7 separate regions of the Mus musculus genome follow, and regions 2, 3, 4, 5, 6 and 7 are each linked to region 1. The links are chromatin contacts, called in public promoter capture Hi-C maps. All regions are on one chromosome and are shown on one strand. The core of a region is the stretch at or near the end of the contact, and the rest is flanking DNA. Distances in the headings are between cores, read along the strand shown. Region 1 holds the start of Uchl3 (ubiquitin carboxyl-terminal esterase L3 (ubiquitin thiolesterase)). Region 2 overlaps Scel (sciellin). Region 3 overlaps Klf12 (Kruppel-like factor 12). Region 4 holds the start of Fbxl3 (F-box and leucine-rich repeat protein 3). Region 5 has its middle 63 kb from the start of Gm41231. Region 6 holds the start of Cln5 (ceroid-lipofuscinosis, neuronal 5). Region 7 holds the start of Kctd12 (potassium channel tetramerisation domain containing 12).

Region 1 (3,226 bases), core at 476-2,975:
GAGATTGGACGTCTGATATGTTTGCAAGGGTTTGGGGGGATCCGCAGTTCTGTGGGGTACTAGGACCACTTCTCTATGGCAAAAGACACATTATTGCTACCATCCATGTTTGGTGAAGACTTTCCAGTGTGGATGCTTTGGGGTCTCCTATGCGTTTTGCCAACAATTCATTCTCCACGGTGTGTTAGCTAAGCCTGGTTTTCTCACTGGTGTCTCAAGGTAAACTTTAGTAGGATTGTATTTTGGTTTGCTGTTGAGTTATGAGGAAGCAGACATGGTATGTCTAACAGGGAAGAAATTCTCGTGATAGAGGGATAAGGATGTTGTGTGGCGTATTGGCCAAGCACTAAGAGGAGAAACAAAATGCAGAACTGCAGGAGTCTGGAGAAAAGCGGCTGTCTGAAAATTCCCCTGGCACCCCAAACAGCCCCAGTAGAGACTGAGACTATAGCAAGCACCACAAGAGATCAGGCAACTGCAGCTAACCGATCATGAGCCCAGCATTGCCAGATTTACCAAGTCATGAGGTTGGACAGATATGGCATCAAGCCATCAGACAAATAGGGAGGAGTCAAGGGATTACAAGAGTCACCGGGTTATAAAAATAATAGCCAGAGCATGCGTGGGAGAGTTGGAAATTTCCCAAGAAGGACAAATTCAGCATAATAATATTTTTCTCACTTCTTAACTAACCTTTCCCTGAAATCCTTCTCTTCGATACAGAATAGTAATATATATCAGATCAAATTTCTGGAGTCCTGCCATGACTCTTGGTTCCTACATATCAAAAGGATTGCTCCTTGAAATATCTTCTGCTTCTCTGTCTTCATAAATGTTACCTTGTGTCAACTTTCCTGTTTTTGCATTTCCCCACATAACTGACAGATGGTATTTCTGCATACATGATTATTCCACTTCTCTCTCCTTTGTGACACTGAGATTGGGCCCAGGGCCTCAAGCATGCTAGACAAGTGCTCTACCATTTCTCAAATAGCCCTTGAGAAATCTCCTATGTACTAGCCATTGAGTTAAACCCTGAAAAACAAACAAACAAACAAACAAACAAACAAAATCATTACATTTGTCATCCTGAAATTTAGTGGGATGGCGAATGGATTTCAAAATGCTGTTTAAAGTCCTTCAGTTTGTACCAAACAGTACATTGCCTGATTTCCTCTTTGTAGTGGCTCCATATTGTTTCTCAAGCAGAACTGAGTATCTATCTACCTATCACCTATATCCACCATTTACCTATTACCTGTATCTCGGGCAGTGCAATAACAGATAAGGCCAACATATCATTCCAGTATCCTCACAAAGGAGCAGGAAGACCATGATTCCAAGGAGTCAACCCCTCTGGCTTGGCTGCCTTAAGGCTAGCAAACCGGTCCCACTCTCACAGAGTAGGAATCCATGACGCGCCCCCTAGAGCTTCTGGTTGGCATTGCAAGAAGGTGAGGTTGCCTGCGAGCACGCGGCCCGGTGGCGCATGCGTAGAACTCGGGAGCTCGCTCGGGGGAAGGGAGAGTCCAAGTGTGAGGGGAGTTCACCGTTGATCAAAGCTTCTTTTTCTCATGAACTAGGACATGGCTCAGGCTTATCAGTTTAATTTGCCTTTTAACTTCATTAGTAACTCCAGGGCTGAGTCTCCGTAGGGAGAGATCAAGCGTCTTGGGGGTCGTGGAAGTCCATTCGTTGGTTTCCCCCTCGGGGCGGCGTTTGGATGGTGCCGGCCGGAGCGCGCGGGGGCGGAAGCGGCGGCGGCGGCGGCTGCGGCGGTGGTGGCGGCTGTCAGAGCTGGAGAGCGGCCGGCGGAGCAGTCATGGAGGGTCAACGCTGGCTGCCGCTGGAGGCCAACCCTGAGGTGAGCGCGGCCGGGTTCCGCAGCCAGGGCCTGAGCGGGTCGGGAGGCCGGCGCCAGCCCGCATGCGCGCGTCGCTAAACCCTCTTCTGTGTCTCGTTTCAGGTCACCAACCAGGTGAGTGCGGTCGGTGCCTGTCACCCCGGACCCCGGAGTCCTTCCCGCCTTCCCCGCCAGCCTCCCCGCTGGCCTTCACCTCTGCATCCCCAAGGATCCAGGGATCTCATCCCGGGCGGGCAGGCGGCCCCAGGCTGCGGCTGTGGGCGGCTCCGCCCCTCTCGGGCCACCACCTGGCTCGGGGAGATGCCGGTGCAGCGAGCGTCCTCTGTCCCTCCGTCGGACCCCGCGTCGCCGGCGCTGCCTGGGGCACCCGGGGTCTGAGGTTTGGTAGCCCCTCGCCTGGTATCCCCACCCCGTGCCTTTCCCCATCTTGGTTCGTCTCCTTGCCGTTGCGGGTTCCATCCTGTTCCTTGACCCTGTCCCTTCTAAGGTGACTAATTTGCCAACACTTCCTGACTCCCGGCTTTGTAAACTTGCCCACCCAGTTCTGGTAATTCCATCCACCTCCTGTACAATGAAATCACCTTTCAGTCATCTCTTGCCCCATCGAGGTCCTTCTCTTCCCTGCCACGCCCCCTTTCTCTCCCCGTCTTTCGAAGGTGGACCTGGTCCTTGCCTCCTGTACCACACAAAGCCCGGTTTAATGGTTGTCCTGCAATGCGTAGCCACCTGCTACTCTTAAAAGGGAGTTTGTTTTGGATACTGAAGGTTGGGGCTTGGGATGCCTTTCAGACCCCAAATTAGGTGGTGGAATGCATATATATATATATATATATTTGCACAGATATGTATTAATTAGCCTTTTTTTCTGCTCTCAGATTTAGTTCACCTTTAACAGTTCTCTTAGTTTGTTATATAGTTTTCTTCCTTTTCTTCCATCTTTCTTCTCATAACCGAAGGATAAAGATCTATTATCAACGTTTAAAAATGCTTTTTTGAGACCAGACATCGTGGTACATGTCTGCCAGTATCAGCGTGTGGGAGGCTGAGGTAAAGAGGATTTTGAGTTCCAGCCCAGCCTGAATTGAAATGCTGCCTAAAAACCTGCTCCCTTCCTCCAATTATTATTATTATTATTGTTATTTTTAACGGTTTTTTTAAAAGCATTTTAGCAAATTCTTTGTATAAAACACACAGGCTTTATGTTAGAGGTGACATCCTTTGTCTTTTGGAATTTTTGAAAGTGTTTTCATTTATTTTGTTTCATTTATTGTTTCATTGATTTCGGGTGGAGGTCAGAGGACAACTTTCTAGATTCAGTTCTCTCAGTCCCTCAGGTGGGTCCTTGGGATTAAACACAGGTCT
Region 2 (3,226 bases), core at 372-2,871, 1.9 Mb after region 1:
ACTCCTTTTCCCGCATGGAGGCGCTCTCCTTCCTTCTCCTTCAGTCTCTTGCCCATGAATCCTAAAGATCCCATCTCTGTCTCCCTGCCCAGCCATTGGCCACTGGTAACTTTATTTACCAATCAAAACCAATTCCGGGAAGGAACTCTGGTCTTAGGTGCAGGTTCTTGTATAATTTGGGGAACCCAATTAACATAAGTGTTAGACCAAATTCACAGTACTCCATGGTCTAAGTTTTGTAAGATTTAGAAGGCATAACTTAGTTGTACCACACACTTAAGAAAGTCTGCACTTTTAGAAACATATTCACATACAAAAGAAAGAGAGCTTGATTGTCATCTACAACAGTTTCCTTTGTAAACTGAAAAGCAAGCAAGCCATCCCAGTTTCCCAAAGACAAGTTAATCCCCTCTATGATGTATTGATCACGCCAGTAATTTTTCAAGTTTATAAATACAATAATAACTAAAATTTTTTACATGCATGAATAAAATCTATAAATTCCCATCCATTTTGGTCCCATCTGACCATCTACGTCTAGGTGGTTGGAAGAATGTGGCCTTATATAAGAGCAAAATTTCACTGGTTTTGAGCATTGCTTTGGCTGCTATGTATTTAAAGAACTAAAACTATGGCTATAGGGTTCGAGCCTGTTAGTAACATAGGTTATGAGAGATATTCATCTAGCCTGGTTCCATCTTCATTATCAGTTATATATTATAAGTTATGCATAGCTATGGATTCATTTTCCGACTTCTTTATGTGTTAAGCTTGATGTTGGGCATTTGATTGATGAAGCATCACTAATTCTCATAAACATATAAGGTAGGTATTATAATCTCATTTTATAGGAGAGAAATCCATAGCTCGGAGAAGCTAGGTAATTTATCCAAATGGCCACATAGCTATTATGTGGCTGAATTGATATTTTAACATGATCCACTGTCTTTCCGTTATATCCATGCTTTTTAACCAGAGGCAATTTACCCCAGGGGATATTTGGCAATGTTGCGGGATATTTTTGGTCATGAAATTGGGGAATACACCTAACACATTGCGAATGGAAGTCCAAAGGACCAGTAAACATCCTGAAAAGTGCAGAGTAGACCTCACAGTGGAACACTCTCAAACCACAATGTTAACAGCCACACGTTGGGAAACTGCATTTAAGAGTACTTATTCTAAACTTCTGCACACTATCCAGATGTGCTTACCTGTGGAGCATACTATCTGCACACTATCCAGATGTGCTTATCTGAGGAGCATACTTATAAGTGGCAATGCCAGATAAAAATATCTTTTAACTTTTGTTATCGTATCGTTTTTAGCCACTGCCATATAGTGATGTGGGGAGACTTAGTCACTGTTAGACTGAGCACTACCACTTCCTCCCACAAGTCCACACTTAGCTCTTCAGTGAGAGCACTTCTCTTTCACAAACATCGATAATAAGTTTTAGCTTCCAAGTACTTATACTAACGGGTGAAGGTAAAAACACCAATAAGTCATGGTTGGTGGGAATGTTGTTCGATGCCGAGCAAGCCTCCCTAAGCAGGTCTGGGGAAGCCGGCTTGGGTGGCGTGGCAGGTGCTGAGTGGAGGGGAAGTTGGCTTAGGTGCTTTTCTGGCTCCTACTGGCCCAGTTCTGGGCTGGGTGCTATCATTTGCTTTCGGGCAAGAATGTGCCCGGCCCCTGCTGTGCTCTTTAAGGTTTTACGGAAAGGTCCAAGGAAGAGGAAAGCTTTTCTCTTGGCCTTCTGAGCATGCTGCTGTGCTAGATCATTTTCAGTTTCTCTGCTCACCTTTCTTTTTAATTATCTAGTCCAGTTTCTTTTATAGCTTTGTTAAACATAGTTCCAGAATGTTGAGTGACGTTAATGGAGCCCGTGGAGAGCGGAGGTGGTGTTTCAGGTTTGGGGAGTTGGCAGGAAGAGGTTCAGGTACTTGCCCTCTGCTGAGTTCCCAGGCCACATCCTAATGTCACCTGGGCTTCCATGCCCACTCCACAAAGTCAGAATGGCATTGCTTTGGCAACTTATGTATACAATACAATTCTATCATAGGGTTGAGTAGTAAAGAGGGCAGGGGAAACAAAGATCCGGGTCCTGAGCCGCCTTTGTCAGTTGCTCATCTTCTGATTCTAGGAAGCCACAAAACCTTTGATGACCTCATCTACTTACTGGCTAGCAGAAACAGTGTCTTCCCTGCCGCAGTTGAGAGGTCTTTGAAGGCACATGCATTCTAATGCCTTAAAAATGGGCTTAATCTCCTATGAATGATTAATCTCCCTCATTTGAAACATTAGCAATTGTTTCCCTGTGTTTTGCCAAGGCAAATGGTCAAATCCATCAAAACGGGCAGACATCGTAGGCTTAATTACAGCTGAAGAACGCTGATAGAAAACGTTTGTCTTTTCCTCTTGTTGGAAAGAACTGGTACACACAAAGTCAATGCTCTCATGTTTCCACACTTGGGTTTTTTTTTTTTTAATCACTCTAAACAAAGCACTGACTGATTGTGGAAATCTCATGGGACAAATAGACTTGTACCGTCAAACTAGTTTTACTCCATTCTGATCCTGCAAGTTGTGGCTGGTTAATTTAGATTTATGGTTGTGCTCTTAGGCACGGAGTAAAGCAAATTAACCTTGCCTAAAGTTGTAGCTCTCTTCCTGTCTCTCTTATTTGATGCTTAGCAAACATTATGGTAACTTTTGATGTAACTTAATTTTGGTCTTTCTCTGCAGAGACGGAAATTATGGCAGGGTGGTGCTCAACCGGCACAACTCCCATGATGCCTTGGACAGGTGAGCGTCTATAACAAATACATAACTCAAGACACAAAAGTGGAGGTTTAGAGAGAAGACTTGTGCAAGCCAGATGTGTGTTTGTAGGTAGGCTTGGGTCTTCTTCAACATATGCACATGCAGAGGAAATCTAGAATACCACTAGGGGTTTAGTCCAGAAAACTGTCCCATGTCAGCTCTCAGAACTCTGGCTCCAAAGAGGCGCATACACCGTCTCATCCCACTCCACTGACTCTCGTAAGAACAGGACCAGAGAAGATATCTTTGATGCTTACAGAAAGGAAGGCTGCAATATAGAAGTTGCTCTAGAGCTCTCATGCTATACGGAACAACACACTTCTTTTATGAGGCCTGTGGGTTTGGGGCAGAACACTGATATCAGTGGTAGTGAGTAGACCAGCAAGTACAAACAAACAGGAAA
Region 3 (3,226 bases), core at 329-2,828, 1.7 Mb before region 1:
ACACTCTTCTCGGTGCTGTTTAAAATTCTGTAGCTGTTGAATAAGCTAATAGACTAAAGAGCAAAGTTATCTAAGCGCCTGTTCAAGCTAAAATGGCATGCACATTATTCCTATTAAACCTTGGATCCAGCACTGAAGTTATGTTTCACATCCAGAGTTGCAATGTCTGAGGGTTATTTGTGCTTTGGAAAGGCATCACAGTAACAACTACAAGGTCAATTTTCAAATCCATTAATATAAGCCACAAATAAACCCGTTCAATGAATATACTCAAAGGACACAGATTTGTTTTGTTTTGTTTTGCTTTGTTTTTTTAAAGCCACACAACACTCATTCAGTGGGAGAACCTTCTGCGTCAGACTAATTACAATCACAAGGAGATAGGAAAAGCAAGCTTGTATTAATCAAGCCGGTTTTCCCTCTGCCATGGAGAACTGGCTGGCAGAGCAAAAGCAGAGAGATAGAGCTCCCTCGCAAGCCCACTGAGGAAACCCCGGATCCAGTGGAGAAAGGATGGTCTCCAAAGGCAGGTGGAGGCGAGGAGTGCAGTTAGAACATCTCGAGATAGTATGTGGCTCGTGGAAATGAGGAACAAAGAGAAATGTGGCAAAGTTTGTATTGTTAAAGCATTATAAAGAAGGTTTACTTAAGAGAAAAAAAAATGAAAAAGACAATGCCGCAGAGCCATGTTTTACCGACTTGCCTCATAAGGCTTATGAAGTCCTCTCCTACAAAGTCCCCTTCGTTCAGCATCGGATTATCCCTATAAATTAAATAGGCAAGAGCAGGAAGGACTCAATGTTGTCTCTGCATCTCTTAATTAGGGAGCGACAGAGCAGGTGTTGCGCGTGAGCTTCAGAACTACACGTCTGTTTCACACACACACACACACACACACACACACACACACACACACACACACACTTCAAAGGTTTTGTCCAGCACAGTAGTTACAAACAGGCAAGAAACAGAGACGATGGTTTGACGTTTAGAGATGGTTAACAGGAGGCAACCCCTCCCTGCTCCCCAGATCTGAGCTCTTCTGCTCTTCTTGAAGTATGCTTCAAGAGATGGGAAATGGTCACCAAAAAATGGAAAGAAAAAAAAAAATCACCATAGTTAGAAGAAAGATGTGCTGATCCTGAGTTTGATTTGTTCTGCAAACTTGGACAAATCTTTCAAAACTTCCTGAGCTTCCCACTAACAAGGCGAAAGTACCGAAACGGATATAGTGGCTTTAGTGATCAGTGTGGCCGGAGCCTGCTGTGGCATGTTCCGCTACTGAATGTGGCTGAAATTTAGGGTCCAGGAAGATGAGAAAGTTCACAGGAAGGAAAATGGGCAAGTGCTTGTGCATGATGCGCAGGGCCTCAAACATCTGGGAAAGGACTCGTGTGCAATGGTAAGGGCTCTGTGCATGATGCGCAGGGCTTCAAACATCTGGGAAAGGACTCGTGTGCAATGGTAAGGACTCTGGACTTCCAAATTCTTGCCAAAACAGCTAAGCTAGGAACCCAGGAGTAATTCCACTGGCCTTTGGCAGTGATCACTAGGCATGGTGAAAGACCCTCTATTGAGGGATGCCAGTGAGGAGCTTAAAGGAGTGCATCCAGCTAGGGATGGTGAGGGCATGCGGAAGGAGGAGGAGGCAAGAAACATGTAGCTCCGGGGTCAATCCAGGCATCTGGTATGCTCTTGGATGCAATTGCATCTTTCTCCAAAATGCTAGGATTATAGGCAGTTACCAGGTTTTTACATGATTCAGGTGAGGCTCAGGGTCCTCTCCTCTTGCCCGTCTTCCCAGGACTCCAACCACATAGCTTGCCCCTGCCTCCTGCCCTGTTTTAGGAAAAAAGTAAAATTGCACGAGCCACACAATTTGATGAGAAGTGGGGCATCCCTAGTGGAAATTTTAGGATAACATTGGAAAAAAGGTAGCCCAGAGTATGGAAAAGACATTACCCACTAGCTTGCAAATGGCTCACAAATGTGCTGTGGAGGACGAAGACTTTCAGAGAGTTAGAACTAACTGCAGGAACAGAAAGAAATAAGGCTGAAGAGAACAAAAATGAAACACACAAAAACAAAAACCCCGAGCCACTACAATCTTATTGAGCATTCAAGGCCCAGTTTTAATGGAGGCTAGAAGGCCAAATGAGTCCATTCCTGTTTAGAGGTGGAGATGATGTCCCTAGATTGCATTTTGGTTTTAGGATTGTATGACATCAACCATTTACAGCTCTCAGCGACACCCACTTCCACCTCTAGGTGGCAGCAACTCTCTTCTGTTCTGAACATGGTTTCCTCCGGCCTTTGTTTCTGTTCTCCATGGTAATTCCATACTTCCTTGTCTTTCACAAATAAATACCATGCAGGTTGGGGAAGATTACTGTAAATTACTTCCACCGAAGGACATCAGTCCACTCTTAAGTTAAGCTACAGGGCTTTGTAAACTTCACAAAATAATTCAGGTCTAAAAGTGAAAAATAACAGGAGTGAGTTTGCTTGTCTCTTGCATTCCCACATAAAGTAGTATTTTTCTTTACAGATGTTTAAGGAAATGATTAGAGGAATGGGCAAAACCTATGGAAATAAAGGGATTTTGCAAGAATATTAACATCACCCTATGGGTGAATAAAGTCATGGCTTTTTTTTTTTTTTCAGACTGTTAAGTAGATATTCTGATATATAAATGTTCTCCGTATTTTTGTAGCTCAGGAGAGCAGTTCCAGTGTCCACACAGTGACAAGGACACAGAGCACTGCTCTTCTGGGCAAACTGAAGCAAATTCTGCATCACTCCCTACAAGTTCCCTTTTCATCCAGCTGTGGCACAAACCCTTTCTAGAACATATATGTACTGATTGTATTGAACCACACCTTAAACCTCCCTATAGGCTCAGGATTCTACATTGTTTCGGAGACACCTGAAGCAAACTGTAGCCTCGTCAGGGTCTGTGATGAGTACTAGGCACGCCAACGAATCACCAGGGCGGTAGGAAGGAACCTTTTATAACGAAGACCAAATGGGATGGTTACTAAAGACCTAGGCTTATAAAGCGTTTTCCTTCAGGATGCCCCAGTGAGGAGTAGGATTTCCTAAGCACCTTGCTAAAACTGCAACAGTTTGGGCCTGACATTCTTCGATTGACGTGAGACAAATACAGTGATGCAGGAGTTCAAAGGCAGATGTACAACAGAACGCAAGCTTCTGGCCACACACTCTG
Region 4 (3,226 bases), core at 277-2,776, 1.4 Mb after region 1:
CGGTGCATTCACTAGTACACAACTAGTTTAGAGTAATGGGTTTTATACTGCTTCTAGTGGAAGTCAAAGTGCCCTTTATAGCTGAACAGGAAGAGTGTGGTGTATAAAACAGGACACTAAATATCAATGCGATTTCCTAAGCACAGAAAACTGGGCTCCAGCAGTTTTGATTTATTGCAGTGTTTCAAGAACCCAGAGAAAGTATGGTGGCAACAACTTTAGCTAGTGTTTACATCAAGTGTCCAAGATGCAACTAATGAGGGACACCCAGTAACTTGAGCATCACCAAGAATTAGTGAGCTAATCAAACATTTCCTTAAACTGAAACCAAGAGCCAAACTTCCCTTACTGTCTTTAAACATTTACATATTCTGGACATGCAAAAAATATTTTTTAAAAAATTTGTACTTTAGGTTTAAAAGTCCCGTTCTGGCATTACATTTGCATATGCCCTTTTGTTTTGTTTTTCATAGAAGGAAACCTAACACACATTCTTTGGCTGAAATACAAGAATGGAACAATACGAAAAAGATTAACTCTCAGAATGGTGAGAGCACAGTGGATATAGATGAACTGGGACTGGACACACAGACAAGACACAACCGGGAGCCGGCACACAGGTAACACGGGGCGGGTTACAGACATTTTAACATCTACAGGGACATTTTTTTTTTAAATTCGCCTTTTGGTGTAAGCAAAAGATACAAACATCTGGGCAAGTGGGATAGGCACCATTACCAACAAAACCGCCGCCCGCTCTCACCTCGCACGCGGCTCGGCGATGCCCTGCCCGGGCGGCTTCCGGGTGGTGGTCTGCAGCACGCGACCCGGGCGGCTGCCCCTAAGTTCACCAAGTTTTCCACCGTGCGCCTCCCCGGCCCGGCTTCCGCACACACTGACCGCCCAGGCCCCCGGGCTTTCCAGCCGCCTGCACCCGCGCCGCCCAGGGCGAGCCCGGAGGAGCCCGTCCTCCTCGCTGCCCCGCCACGCGCGGCCACCGAGCGCGCGCCGCGCCGGCCACGCCTTGTTGACAGACACCGAGGCCCGGGCGCGGCGGGGCGGGGCGTTGTTCCCGTCGCGCCCCGCGCGCGCCCCCGGCCGCCGCCGCCGACCTCCCCGCCCGACTCCGGGCTGCGGCCCCGAACCTCCGCCGTACCTGCTGCCGGGGGCGGCTTCCCCCACACAGCACCCCGGGCCGCGCGGACGACGGCGGCAGCGGCGGCGGCGGCTCCCGCGCCTCTCACATGAGGCCTCCCGGGGCCCCGTCTCCGAGCTCCCGCCGTCGCGGCCCCCCGCGCTCCGCCCGCATCCGAGACGCTGGTCCCGCGGCGGGCGCCGACGCGGCTCCACCTTTGCGGCTCCGGCTGCCCCGGTGTGTGGGGAGGAGAGCGTCGCGTCCCTTCTCTGTCCCGCGCGGTCTGTGTCCTTCGCCCCGGCACCTCCTCGTCGCCCGCCCGAGACGCCCTAGGCGAGCAGCGATCGACAGCAGCGAGCCCGAAGCTTCGGCCCAGTTAGGGAATCCAAAATGGCGCCCGCAGTTCGCGGCCGCGCGCTTGCCCCTGCGCGTCCCCGCCCGAGGGGGCGGGCGCGCGGCCGAAGGGGCTGGCCGGGCGCGCGCACCGAGGCGGCTCCAGCCTCCCGGGCTGTCCCTGGCCAAGTTTGTTTAGGGGCGGAATGTGGGCGGGTTGGTGTTCGCCAGACGTGGCTGGCCTTTCCCAGGGTTAAAACCGGAAAGTTTAGGGCGGGGGAGCCGACGCCAAAGGCGGAGGGAGTGTCTGCAGGGCGGGACGCACCCCTACCGGACGTAAACATCACCTGACAGCGACCCACCTCCGCGAGGAGGGCGCGGCCAAGGGAGCCTCTGAGGTTGCTGTCTGTACCTAGAAAAAGAATAAATAAATCAACGTGGTGGACGTTGCGATCACTACGGGTTTCTTAAGACAATATTTGCATTTCCATTTTTCCAAGGCTTTTTTTTAATGAGTCATAACTTTTTCAAAATCACATTTACTTATGAAACAGAACCCCCAAGTCTGAGATTTCTTTTCAGAAACACGTAAAGTGTGAAGAAGCAGATGGCTAATTAAAAAAAGACAACCCCCACTCCTCGCTCCCGGGTGGTGGAGCGTTTTGTAAGTCAAGGAGTCTTTTAAATGCTATCAAATATTTGACTTTTTTTTTTTTAAGTTTGGACTTGGAGATACTGAGTTTTTCCTAAAATAAGAAAAGTCCCCAGAAAATCTTAAGGTTAGCTGTATACCATGCCTTCTGCTTTTTCTGTGTTATTTCTCCAAAGTAAAGATCTCTTCTCTCTCTTTCGTTTCCTACCCTCCTCAGTTTTCTTTATACTGATTTTCATTTTGTAGATCAGGCTGGCTTGGAACTCTGAGATCCACCAACCTCAGCCTGCTCAATGCTGAGATTGAAGAAATGTGCCACCACACGGAACAAAAACATGCTGAACTTTAAAATGCTTTTATGTACTTGTTTTTAATTTACTATTAATTTTATAAGCTTTTCGTTTTGTTGTAGGTGTGAGTGTGCGCGTGTGCGCGCGGCGCGCGCATTTGAGTGCAGTGCCCGTGGTGTCTGGAGTGGATGTTGGATTCCTTGGAGCTGGAGTTATTTACAGGCAGATGTGAGCCACTCATCCTGAGCGCTGGGAACTGAACTCAGATCAGCTGGAAGAACAGCAAGCACTCTTAACTGCTAAGCTGTCTCTCTAGCCCAGAGTAAATTATTATATTTTTTAAAAGATGAAGTCATGAGAACAGGTTCTGTCACACACTTAAGACCGTCACCATATAATGTACATTTAAACAAACTAGAAGAAAGGAGTTTTAATCTTTTTAACCAGAAAAAAATATGTCTGAGGAGTTAGAATGACTAACCCGATTTAAACATTAGACGTTGTGTATATGAACTGAAGGGGCTGGAGCACTGCTCTGCAGTTAAGAGCGCTTGGTGATTTTGTAGAGAATTCCAGCTCCCACGTGGTTCACAGCCATTCATAACTCCAGTCCCCGGAGATCTGATTGGTCCTTGAAAGTGGAGCACAGACATACGTGCAGGCAAACACTGATACACACAAAATATTAAACATTTAAACTGAATACACTAATCAGAATATCACACATTATACCTTAGGAGGTGTAATCTTCTGTATTAATGATTTTAAAATGTCAAATAAATGAGAACAACTACTGAGAATAAGAGTCGAGGTGAG
Region 5 (3,226 bases), core at 349-2,848, 1.4 Mb before region 1:
TGATGGCTGCCAGCCTAGATGCAGTGACACAACCTACCTCAAAAGAAAAAAAACAGTGAAATAGGATCGAGCAGGCCACCTGACATCCTCCTCAGGGCTTACACATATGCCACATATGTGCTTGTACCCAAATCACAAACATACTTACACAAATATACTACACATACATACAATACAACATACGGAAATAAACAGCAGGAGACCAAGAGTCACTAGGAGCAATTCATACAGGTTATCAATCTTAATTATTCTTACACACAGACATACATACGCACACACACAGCATGCATATATACACAGTAGCAAAAATAGGCATCACCAAATAGAACTAGAAATAAAGCACACACCACTGCCTTTATGGGGCTAAGATGCTGATGATAACATCACATCTTACTGCGATAAAGATTACAATTGCTAATCCTGGCAAGGTGGGTTCCCCCACCTAAAAATGGCACAGGGGTTGTCAGTCTAAAGCATGCCAAATCATAAGTGGACTCCTAGATGTAATGTGGCCATTACCTCGGGAGCATGTCACTAAACCCGAGGAAAATATTAGTAAGAGAAAAGGATTTAATCATACTTCTACATGGCTACCAGGTGACAGTGTCAGCAACAGCCTCAGGCTGTAGTCTGTAAAGCTAAACTCTCTTACAGCTCATAAAGTTTTAACAAGCGAAGAAACAATGAACTGAAAGAGATGCGACAACAAATGGTTAAAAAAAATTAAGATCCAAGCCCCATCCCGGCGCTACAAAACTGGCCACAGCGCAATGCTGCACTGTGATTGCTATTATGTTAAATTGATGCTGAGGGGAAAGAATGAGCAACTGTCTGAATATTGACAGAAAAGCGTAAAACTCCATGTAATGAATCAGCAGCAGCTCTGACATTTTCCTTCCTCCTGGAACCATCAGATATTCTGCCACAGGAACTTAGCACCCAAGGTGCAATGCAGGGGATATGGTTAGATTCCCATGATGACCTCGAGGCAACTCCCATCTTTTCTTCACAGAAGATACCTAAGTAGAAATGCAAGTTTACCTGGAAGCAAAGCCAATGATTGCAAAGCTCTGCCACTCACCTTTACCCTAGATTATATTCCGCTTTCTAATGCTTCAAGTCAATGGCTCTTAGCCTACCTGATGCTGTAGCCATTTAATTATAATTCCTCATGCTGTGGTGACCTCCGACCATAAAATTATTCTGTTGATGCTCCATACCTGCAGTTTTGCTACTGTCTTGAATCTCAGAGTAAATATCTGTTATGCAGGATATCTGATATGCAACCCTTGCCAAACCACAGGTTGAGATGCACTGATCCAAGCACATGTCTTCCTGAATCTCTTTCTGTATTTTTGACAGCTTCAGACATACACAGAATGCATCGTAATTCTATCCAGCCCCTTGTTACCCTCTGGTAGCCTTCTCTGAAGCCCTTCTTCTTCCCACCTTGTCCCCCAGTGATTACACCATCAGGGACAATGATGTCTCCTCCCGTATGATCAAAGTCTTCAGAATCACATTCTGTTATCTGTCACAGGAAGTCAGAGTGCCCAGTGTCATGCAGGTCCCCACAGCTCTGTGTGTGTCAACTCTGAATAGGAACATTTCACAACACTGCTCCATCTTCTGACTCTAAGATTGTTCCGGTCCTTCCTCTGTGATGTTCCCTGGGCCTTGGAAGGTGGCGATGGGGTTGCTATCTATGTCCTGTTTAAGGGTGAGTACCCCTCAGTCACTTAGTCTCAGCACTTTGATCAGATGAGTCTCTGATTGTCACACATCATTTGGGGGCTGGGGGACACGGGTACAAAGTCTTGTTGGCTTCAATGGAAAATGGATGGGGGAACACATCAACTATCACTTCTAGGGCAGTGTCCACAGACACAATTGCTGCGTCTTGCTGATATCTTTTAGAGTTCTTGTGCATAGGACATACTAACTAAAAAAAAAAATTTGAAAAGCAAAATTAATGAAAATATGAGAACCATGAAGCAGACAAAAATGGGTTTCTTCAAGCCCCTAAATCTTTAATACTTGTAATATCTTCATGGGATTTATAATAAATTATATCAACAATTATAAATATAAGAAATTAGCCCTTGTTAGAAATAGCTCACAAAAAGAGAAAAAGAGGTAATATACAATTAATACACTATTCTTTACAATTTTTGAAACTTAATTTTCTTAAATTAGTGGACTTCATATTGCCACATCTTCGCAATGTTCAAGATTATCTATAAGCAGGTGATATGACCATATAATTAGCTCATTATTTCCTTTTGGAATTCGGGGAGGTTTGGGGGAGTAGGGATGCTTGAGGGAGGGTGGAGACAATAGGTGAGAGCTGTTCCTTTTTAAATTTAAGCTAGTACTGACTTGGAAATGTCCAAACTCCTAGGTGGCTTTTATAGTGCTAGAAGGTGCTACTCATGGTATCAGAGGAGAGGTGCAATTATCATTCCTATCCAGCCACACGTGTGTTGATTGTCAATAGTAACAACTGTCCTGACAAGATACACCCACAGATGCAATAATGGCACAAATGTCATGGCAATAACGGTATTCTCATGGAATTTAAGACCTGTCCTATGAGATGAAACCCATTCCTAGCAATCATCATCAGGGCCAAGAGTCTGTGGCTAGATAGATCATAGTCCCTAGGGGAGAACCCAATGCTATTATTCTGCTAAATGGACACAGTATTAAACTGATTCCTAATGAATTGTTCAACCCATAATGCTCAACTATTATCTGAGAAGCTTCTTTTTGAAGCACAAAGCCATCAGCAAGAGACCCACAACAATAGACTGGGAAGTGCTCAGCCTTAAATGTGGTGTCAATATCACACTGCTCACAAGCTCAGAGAATTATTGTGGAAAGGGGAGTGAAAAGATTAGGAGCCTGAGGCAGTGGAATACTACAAAGGAACAATGTTTGGGGGACACAAAGGGACAGCAACACATATGAACTCGAAGCCATTGTGACAGCATACACAAGACCTGCACAAGCTCAAGACAGACAAAATCCCAGCATGGAGCAAGGAGAAGGGCACAGAGTCCTCTTCCTTCCTGGGGAACTATAGGCAACTAGGAGTTGCTGAAAAAGAAATGTCAGTTTTCTTTCAGAGTGCGACTCTTGGTCTGGTAGACCATACTCTGGTGCAAGACTGACACCCAAGATTATTTTAGCCACACAAGCAGAACTTGGTTAAAGAAAAGGGGTA
Region 6 (3,226 bases), core at 349-2,848, 1.4 Mb after region 1:
ATGGTGGCTCACAACCATCTGGAATAGGATCTGATGCCCTCTTCTCGTGTGTCTGAAGACAGCTACATAAATAATACATATATACATACATACATACATACATACATACATACATACATAATTAAAAAATAAAACAGATGCCCCCATCGATTCTCCTCATGAGTGACTATTACAATTTCTAACTTTACTAAATTCAACCCTAAATTGAACCTTTAAACTCACCTTTGACCTATTGTAGCATCTTTGACATTATGCTGTGATAGGCAAGAAAAACTGTTAAGAAAAATCTGAAATTAGAGGCTACAATACAGTTGATGTATTTGTTTAGGGCAGTTAAGCACCTATAAAGCAGGTGAGTATATCTAAGGCCTACAAACCTAGTTAAAATATCATTACTCTTTCATTAAAATGTGGTTAGAAAATTGGTGTGTCCGAAGCAAAAAAGCATGTCGTGTTTGACAGAACCTTTAGCAACCTGGAAACCCTTCTCAGAATAGTGATTTATTTAGTTCACAGAGTTATAAATAAGAAAGCAAAGATGAGCTTGAACTTAACACGTTTGCCTGGCTAGTTATCATCCTGAAGTCAAAAAGAGAAAGCCAGCCATCACCTGCTAGGACACGTTAAAGTATCATGATGACACCCTGTTTTTTTCATTCCCTGAGAAACTTTGTCTCCTAAAATTTACAGACTTAATTTTTTTTTTTTTCCTTTTGGAAAATACATCAGCAAGGACGAAACAGCTAGAACCTTTGGCAGAGGAATCTCTGAGAATATCAGCCTCACACTACAACCCAGATAGGTCCAAAACTTTTGATAAAGGGTTTCTGGATCTGACATTTCTATCTCTTCTTGAGCTTCAGAGTTGGCAAGCAAAAAGGATCCCGTGTTCGCTTTGTAGTTCAGACCTCATGCAGCTCCTATGTGCATACACATAGTGGGTTTGCTAGGAGATCTCCAAAATACTGCCTGTTCCAGTCTCATCTCCAGCGTACGTGAGTGATCTTGGTTGCCATCACTCAGTGCAGTGGCCTGAACAGCCTGATTCCGTATGGCGTGATGCTCTTAGCAATCTTACACTTACTGGACAAAGGAGGACCGGAGGATAAATGGATTAAACCTAGCTCTATTGGTCGGTCTTAAGCTTTGAAGAGTCACGGATAATACTAAGTGTGGCAGAGGACAGAACCGGAGCAGAGCAGTCCAAGTCTGGTGATGCCGATGGCAGCACGGAAAGCATATTGTCATTGCTGATCTTTGCAACATTCTCAGAGAGGCCAGGAGAGGGCAATCATTTCCTGTAATGTCCTCATTTTTTAATTCCGCTGAGCACCCAGTGTCTCCAAGCAGAAGATTTGTGTTGGAGACTGGCCTGGGCCATGTGGGTCAAGAAAGTTCATAAGTGTTTTATTGTTGTTACGGTTTGGCTGGTGATGGCTGCGGGGAGGGCAGAAAGCACCTTTGCGCTAGAGGCATAGCACACATCCACCAGGCTGGAGTGAGTTTTGCAGTACCAGTCTCACCCTTCCGGGAGGACAGGGCTTTTTAGCGTCCAGCGCACGCGCGCTGGAACAGAGGCGCCCCGCCCCGGCCGGGACAGGGGAGGCGTCACGCGCCCGGAGGTCACACGGCCAAGCCGGCGCTGGTGCTTGGCTGGCTCCTCGCGGCGGCGCGCACGCAAGGCCGACGCCGGGGCCCCGGAGCCTCCGGGATCTCAGGGAGCCGCGGATGCTGCGCGGGGGGCCATGTGGAGCGCACTGGCGCCCGGCGCTCGCGCTGGCGCTGCTCGGGCTGGCGACGATTCTGGGCGCGTCCCCGACGTCTGGGCAACGCTGGCCGGTGCCCTACAAGTGAGTGAGACGGAGCGGGGCGGGGAGGGGACTTGGAGAGGGCGGATCCGATACCTTAGCGCGCCCGGGGACGCAGGGCACAGGGCGGGCGACACTAAGAGCATAGTTCCTAAATAGTTGGCAACTCGGGGATCCTCACCGGTTCTGGGCAGTTCAGAGTCCTGGGAGGAATGGAGAGTGACATCACTGCACGGAGTGACTTTTAGGTGCTACTGACTTGGAGAGCAGGTTAAAATGTTTTAAACACTGCAATTATTTCATGCCTTATCGTTAGCTGCCATTGCATAACATTTGGGGAGAATTTACAGGGAGCCTGCTTGCTCCCCTGTGTCCTTACTGAGCTAAATGGGGAATTTAGCTGACTGACCCGGGGAATTTCCTCCCTAGGCTAGTCAGGATCACCTTGTTGGTCCACTTCAACCTGGAGGGTAGGTAGGGCTCCGGACCTGAGGAGGTGATCGCAGTCTTTGACTTAGCTAAGTTTTGACAGCCTGTGGGGAATTGCGAAACAAGAAGCGCTCGGTCTTCGGGGTTGCGGGGGACAGGGGTGGGTGGAGTGGTGGCTGGCGTGGGCATAGTGAAGTGGAAAGAGATGCAGCTTTTGAAAGCATATGTTTTGCATAACAGAATGAGGGGCGGGGGGGTTCATGGCATGATGCATGTTCCTCTAAGGAGTTCTTAGTTCTGAAGGCTGCAGACCAAATCTGGTCCCATTTGCTCATCCTCTGTGCGGTCTTAGGGAATTTAACTCAGAATCTTCATGCTCACATACCCTGGACAGAAAACAGGAAATGATAGTAGCCCTCGCATTTCTGGTGAAAACCAGCAGTTGCCAAACTTAAATATTCATGTGTTCTGTTCATGAATTGGTTCTTCTAAATATATATGAGAGAAAAAAAAGTTTAGGGTTGAGGTTGGTTTTCATGAAAATATTCACAAGAAAAAAAAAACCTTAAATACCCAATAAAACAAGAAAGAGATTGTAAATCTCAAAGTATTTTATCTAATACCAGGAGACGGAGGCTGACTGGTCTTTTGACTCTAAAGAAGCCCCGATTGACATTCCCACCTGACAACTGGTATATAGCTGTAAGTTAGATCAGGTTTTGTCCCCGTGTTAAGATTGTTAGAAGAGCAATTCTGAGGATGGTTCTCTTTCTCACCAGGCGCTTCTCTTTCCGTCCGAAGACAGATCCCTACTGTCAAGCTAAGTATACTTTCTGTCCTACCGGCTCGCCCATCCCAGTTATGAAGGACAATGACGTCATCGAGGTCTTACGACTACAAGCCCCGATTTGGGAATTTAAATATGGAGACCTCCTGGGACACTTTGTAAGAATGCATCTTGATCTTGTAGCTTTACTTAAGTAATTCAG
Region 7 (3,226 bases), core at 319-2,818, 1.3 Mb after region 1:
GGACTCGTCCGAACTGCACGCCGGACACCGTGCAATCCGATTCTGATCAATTCAGTCATTCCCAGGTACTTGGTGACTGTCCCACTAGATCACGACAATCTGGGGGAAGGGTGGTTGGAGGCCAGGAGTAGAGGAAGCATGAGTGAAGGGCTACATCAGAACACTCTCTCGGCTAGTGGGGTCCAAAGATGATGAAGACGCCCAGAGGATTTGTGGCTGCAGATTCGCAAGTGGGGTGCAGACGGGTCTGGGTGACCTACTAGGAGATCTGGGGGTGGGGGCAGAAGGAATCGGGAAACAGGGAGGAAGCGAGGGCATCTATAATCCTGTCCCCCGAGGGGAGGAAGGGAAGTGGGCACCGGAGTGGCGAGGGGCGGGCGTGGGGAGCTCACTCCCTGCAGAAGACGTACTCGGTGTAGCTGGTCCAGATCTTGTCCTCGCTCTGGTCGGTGCTGCTAGCAAAAGCGCAGGTGCCCGTGGAGCTGCACGCCACCATGTGGAAGCCCGACTCGGACAGCTTATCGAAGGCCTGCTCTAGGAAGTTGAACTTGAGGTAATAGCGGGAGGTGTAGCGCTCCGGGGGCCGGTCGGGGTCCCGGCTCTCATTCAGGGTGTCCCCAAACACCTCCTTGGCCAGCGACGTCTTGCCGCACACGGTGATGCGCGCCACCCGCCGGAACTTGGCGTCCGCCTGAGCGTCGCGCCCGATGGTGTAGGAGCCGCGGTAGCCGATGGTGATGTAGCCGGAGCGCCGGCTGCCGTCCAAAGACTGGGACGGCGTGAGCAGGGGCCCCGCCGCGCCCCCGGACGGGCTGCGGCTAGCCAGCTCCAGCGTGGGCGAAGGCGCCCCGGCCGAGGCGCCCTCCTGCGGCTCGGGCTCTGCGTAGCCCAGCGGCAGCAGCTCATCGCCCAGAGAGCCCTCCTTGTGCACCCCGCGGCGCGAGTGCGGCGGCGGTGGCCCCGGACCGGGTTGCTGGGGCGCCCCGAGGCGACGCACGAGCTCCGGCAGCTCGAAGTACTCGGCCTCGCGCTGCAGCCGGCTGCGCTCCGGGAAGTAGTCGGGCAGCACGAGCTGCAAGTCCCGCAGGTAATCCAGGATGTAGCGGAAGAGGAAGCCGTCCCGGTCCAGAAAGAAGCGGCCTTTGCTGTCCCGGGCCAGCTCCTGCGGCTGCTGCTGCGTGAACATACGCCAGAGCAGCGAGTCGGGCACGGACACCACGGTGCAGCGCCGGGTCACATACACCTGCCCTCCCACGTTCAGCTCTACGATGTCCGGGAAGAGCGGCGGCTCCGCCGAGGACGACGACGAGCCGCTGCCACCTCCGCCTCCGCCCCCGTTGGGTAATCCTCGGGTGCTGTCCGCCAGAGCCATGGCCAAAAAGAGGTGGCCCGGATGGGCCAAGTGGCAGGGAGCGGGGTCGCGATCGGAAGCCCCAGCGGCTCTTATCGGGGAGCCCTGCGCTCAGGCGGCGGCCGGCCACTGAGAGCCGCGCGGTGCGAGCGCGCAGCAGTGCGCCCACGAGAGCCCCGGTGCGCTGCGCCTGCCTCGCCCGCGCGCTCCAGGCGAGTGGCGGGTCGCGGCCCGCGCGCCGCTTAAGTAGAGCCGCCCGCTTGGGCGGCGCGGCGCGCAGGAGGCGGTGGGCGGCTGCGGAGCCGCTGAGCTCGCTCCCGGGGCGGGGAGGGCTGGGGCGGGGTGGGGGTGGGGGAGGAGCGGGGAATGCATTTGCATGCTAAACGCTGACGCGGCTCGGGGCTGCAGGCTCCACCCTGACCCGCGCGCTCCGGGGGACGACCGGACTGTCACCGCCCGTCCGCCCACCCGCTCCGGGCCCAGCTCCTCTTCCTCTTCCGCAGTGGGTCAGAGCCTCCAGGCGCTTCTCCAGGAGGCTGATCACTAAAGCGATCCTCTTGTGTTCCCACCTCCCCTCCCGCCGCCCTTCTCGGCTGACCGCAGCCGGCACCCGGGGACTCCAGAAGGGGTTGGAAACTTTCTGGCAGAGTGGAAAAGCTTGATTGCCTGCGGCTAGCGCCCTCTAGACCTACCCGCTTCTAACAGTGCAGAGCGCTGCTGTTGGAGATCCATCCCCGGGTCTCTGGAAGTTCTGAAGAGACACTAACTTGGAAAGGATGCACCGGTCCCTTCAAGTCCAGACCACCCAAAGGTTTTTCACGTGACTATGTGACTAGCGTATAGCCTCGAAAAATCCCTAGAAACCACAAGCGAATGCTTCGCGAAAATGCTCTGTTAGATTATTTTGCGAGAGCATAAAGTCTTTGGTTAGGAAACCACAACACAGTACTGCAGTGAGCAGAAATGACTAGGAGAGGAAGTTGGGTGGACACAAAGGGGGGGGGAGGGGCTTACACTGCGTGGGCAAGAAAAGCTAATAAGCGCCTCCAATAGTGGGACGTGAGGCCTCCGGTTGCTTTCAGCCATCTGTAAATCGCACCAGAAAATTCCAATCTAATATTTTCTTTTATTCGTATTATTAGTATTTAATGATTTTACTAGTATTTCATTATTTTACTAAAATTCCGCTGATGTTTTATTTGTTCCTTGAAATGTTAATGCACGTATAGAAAATAATTTACTTTTAGCCCATGCATAACTGTTCTAAAGGTCCAGTAACCCGTGTTCTCCTCCTCCCTCCATCGTTCTCTTCTGTACTTTACAAGACCGTCCACCAGAGAAGAAAGGCTGTGTAGGTCTGAAGGCCCTTCAGATTTAGCCATGCTCTCTATGGACTCCTACTTGTTCAGCGTTTGGAGTCATGCACAAATTTCAGCCCACAGAATTCTGCCACTGCCGGGAAACCTTCCATGGTCTCCCAGGGGAATGAGACAGGTTGCTCTTCAAATTCCCATCTTTGCACTTGGCACGTTCTGAAATCTCAAATTTGTGGTCTGTTATCTGATCGTTGGTTTTTGGTGAATAAATAGATAAGGGCTTCAAGAAGCCCAAGATAGAGGAGACTCTGAAAAACCACAATTTTAATAAATGCTCTTATACGTTGCTGGGCATCAGGCTGTGGAGAATTCAAGGCTGACTACCTACATCTCCTTTAGAGCAGCCAAGAGGCAAAGGGTTGGCCATCTGAACAGTTATCAGATCACTTTGAAGGACAGGCTGTCAATCACAATAAGCCCAGAAAGATCTTTGTCTTAATAATGATGTCTACCCTTTGTGCGACTGTCCAATGAGCTTGATAGTCTTCTCACGGATGAA

What was found. Promoter capture Hi-C pulls out the DNA fragments that hold promoters and counts their contacts.
Region 2: a contact with region 1 is called in a promoter capture Hi-C map of neutrophils, with 6 times the contacts expected there. The contact joins the enhancer-like site here to the promoter of Uchl3 in region 1. A contact is called at or near these places in 7 of 39 promoter capture datasets (the 3T3-L1 cell line, cranial neural crest, embryonic stem cells and 4 more).
Region 3: a contact with region 1 is called in a promoter capture Hi-C map of cranial neural crest. The contact joins the enhancer-like site here to the promoter of Uchl3 in region 1. A contact is called at or near these places in 7 of 39 promoter capture datasets (cranial neural crest, embryonic stem cells, frontonasal cranial neural crest and 4 more) and 3 of 115 datasets of contacts at active chromatin or transcription factors (astrocytes, forebrain and stem cell-derived neural progenitor cells).
Region 4: a promoter capture Hi-C map of the HPC-7 cell line shows a contact between it and region 1, with 6 times the contacts expected there. The contact joins the promoter of Fbxl3 here to the promoter of Uchl3 in region 1. A contact is called at or near these places in 17 of 39 promoter capture datasets (the 3T3-L1 cell line, 3T3-L1-derived adipocytes, the HPC-7 cell line and 11 more), 1 of 484 Hi-C or Micro-C datasets (CD8 T cells), 5 of 115 datasets of contacts at active chromatin or transcription factors (embryonic forebrain, embryonic stem cells, extraembryonic endoderm stem cells and 2 more) and 2 of 9 other capture datasets (adipose tissue and liver).
Region 5: a contact with region 1 is called in a promoter capture Hi-C map of liver, with 2.3 times the contacts expected there. The contact joins the enhancer-like site here to the promoter of Uchl3 in region 1. A contact is called at or near these places in 3 of 39 promoter capture datasets (hippocampal neurons and liver) and 2 of 115 datasets of contacts at active chromatin or transcription factors (embryonic stem cells and pro-B cells).
Region 6: a contact with region 1 is called in a promoter capture Hi-C map of embryonic stem cells, with 6 times the contacts expected there. The contact joins the promoter of Cln5 here to the promoter of Uchl3 in region 1. A contact is called at or near these places in 8 of 39 promoter capture datasets (the C10 cell line, the HPC-7 cell line, cranial neural crest and 5 more), 4 of 484 Hi-C or Micro-C datasets (B cells, CD8 T cells, the G1E-ER4 cell line and 1 more), 7 of 115 datasets of contacts at active chromatin or transcription factors (astrocytes, differentiating embryonic stem cells, embryonic hindbrain and 3 more) and 2 of 9 other capture datasets (adipose tissue and liver).
Region 7: a contact with region 1 is called in a promoter capture Hi-C map of pre-B cells. The contact joins the promoter of Kctd12 here to the promoter of Uchl3 in region 1. A contact is called at or near these places in 15 of 39 promoter capture datasets (the 3T3-L1 cell line, the C10 cell line, the SN4741 cell line and 8 more), 1 of 15 datasets of contacts at CTCF or cohesin (large pre-B cells), 10 of 484 Hi-C or Micro-C datasets (B cells, CD4 T cells, CD8 T cells and 7 more), 7 of 115 datasets of contacts at active chromatin or transcription factors (astrocytes, embryonic forebrain, embryonic midbrain and 4 more) and 2 of 9 other capture datasets (embryonic stem cells and liver).

What each region holds. Positions count from the first base shown.
Region 1 is chr14:101,652,242-101,655,467 of GRCm38.p6, forward strand. Uchl3 (ubiquitin carboxyl-terminal esterase L3 (ubiquitin thiolesterase)) reads left to right here and starts at 1,726. Exons shown (of 9, transcript NM_016723.2): 1 at 1,726-1,864; 2 at 1,967-1,978. The coding sequence starts at 1,823.
Region 2 is chr14:103,530,545-103,533,770 of GRCm38.p6, forward strand. Scel (sciellin) reads left to right here. Exons shown (of 31, transcript NM_022886.2): 4 at 2,746-2,805. Among named protein-coding and RNA genes, the nearest start is that of Scel, 19 kb to the left of the region's middle. Within about 2 kb of position 1,622, at least 39 of the 459 cell types and tissues checked have an H3K27ac peak or open chromatin away from gene starts, as enhancers often do. A contact at or near this core is called in neutrophils, where this site is marked.
Region 3 is chr14:99,929,818-99,933,043 of GRCm38.p6, forward strand. All of the region lies in intron 5 of Klf12 (Kruppel-like factor 12), which reads right to left. Among named protein-coding and RNA genes, the nearest start is that of Gm22970, 160 kb to the left of the region's middle. Within about 2 kb of position 1,579, at least 17 of the 459 cell types and tissues checked have an H3K27ac peak or open chromatin away from gene starts, as enhancers often do.
Region 4 is chr14:103,098,006-103,101,231 of GRCm38.p6, forward strand. Fbxl3 (F-box and leucine-rich repeat protein 3) reads right to left here and starts at 1,527. Exons shown (of 5, transcript NM_015822.3): 1 at 1,157-1,527.
Region 5 is chr14:100,220,908-100,224,133 of GRCm38.p6, forward strand. It overlaps a transcript of Klf12 not described here. Among named protein-coding and RNA genes, the nearest start is that of Gm41231, 63 kb to the right of the region's middle. Within about 2 kb of position 1,599, at least 7 of the 459 cell types and tissues checked have an H3K27ac peak or open chromatin away from gene starts, as enhancers often do. A contact at or near this core is called in liver, where this site is marked.
Region 6 is chr14:103,068,618-103,071,843 of GRCm38.p6, forward strand. Cln5 (ceroid-lipofuscinosis, neuronal 5) reads left to right here and starts at 1,599. Exons shown (of 4, transcript NM_001033242.1): 1 at 1,599-1,850; 2 at 3,017-3,182. The coding sequence starts at 1,729.
Region 7 is chr14:102,981,069-102,984,294 of GRCm38.p6, forward strand. Kctd12 (potassium channel tetramerisation domain containing 12) reads right to left here and starts at 1,569. Exons shown (of 1, transcript NM_177715.4): 1 at 1-1,569. The coding sequence starts at 1,372. The coding sequence ends at 389. It overlaps Mir5130 (microRNA 5130), which reads right to left and starts at 1,564; the gene lies at 1,481-1,564.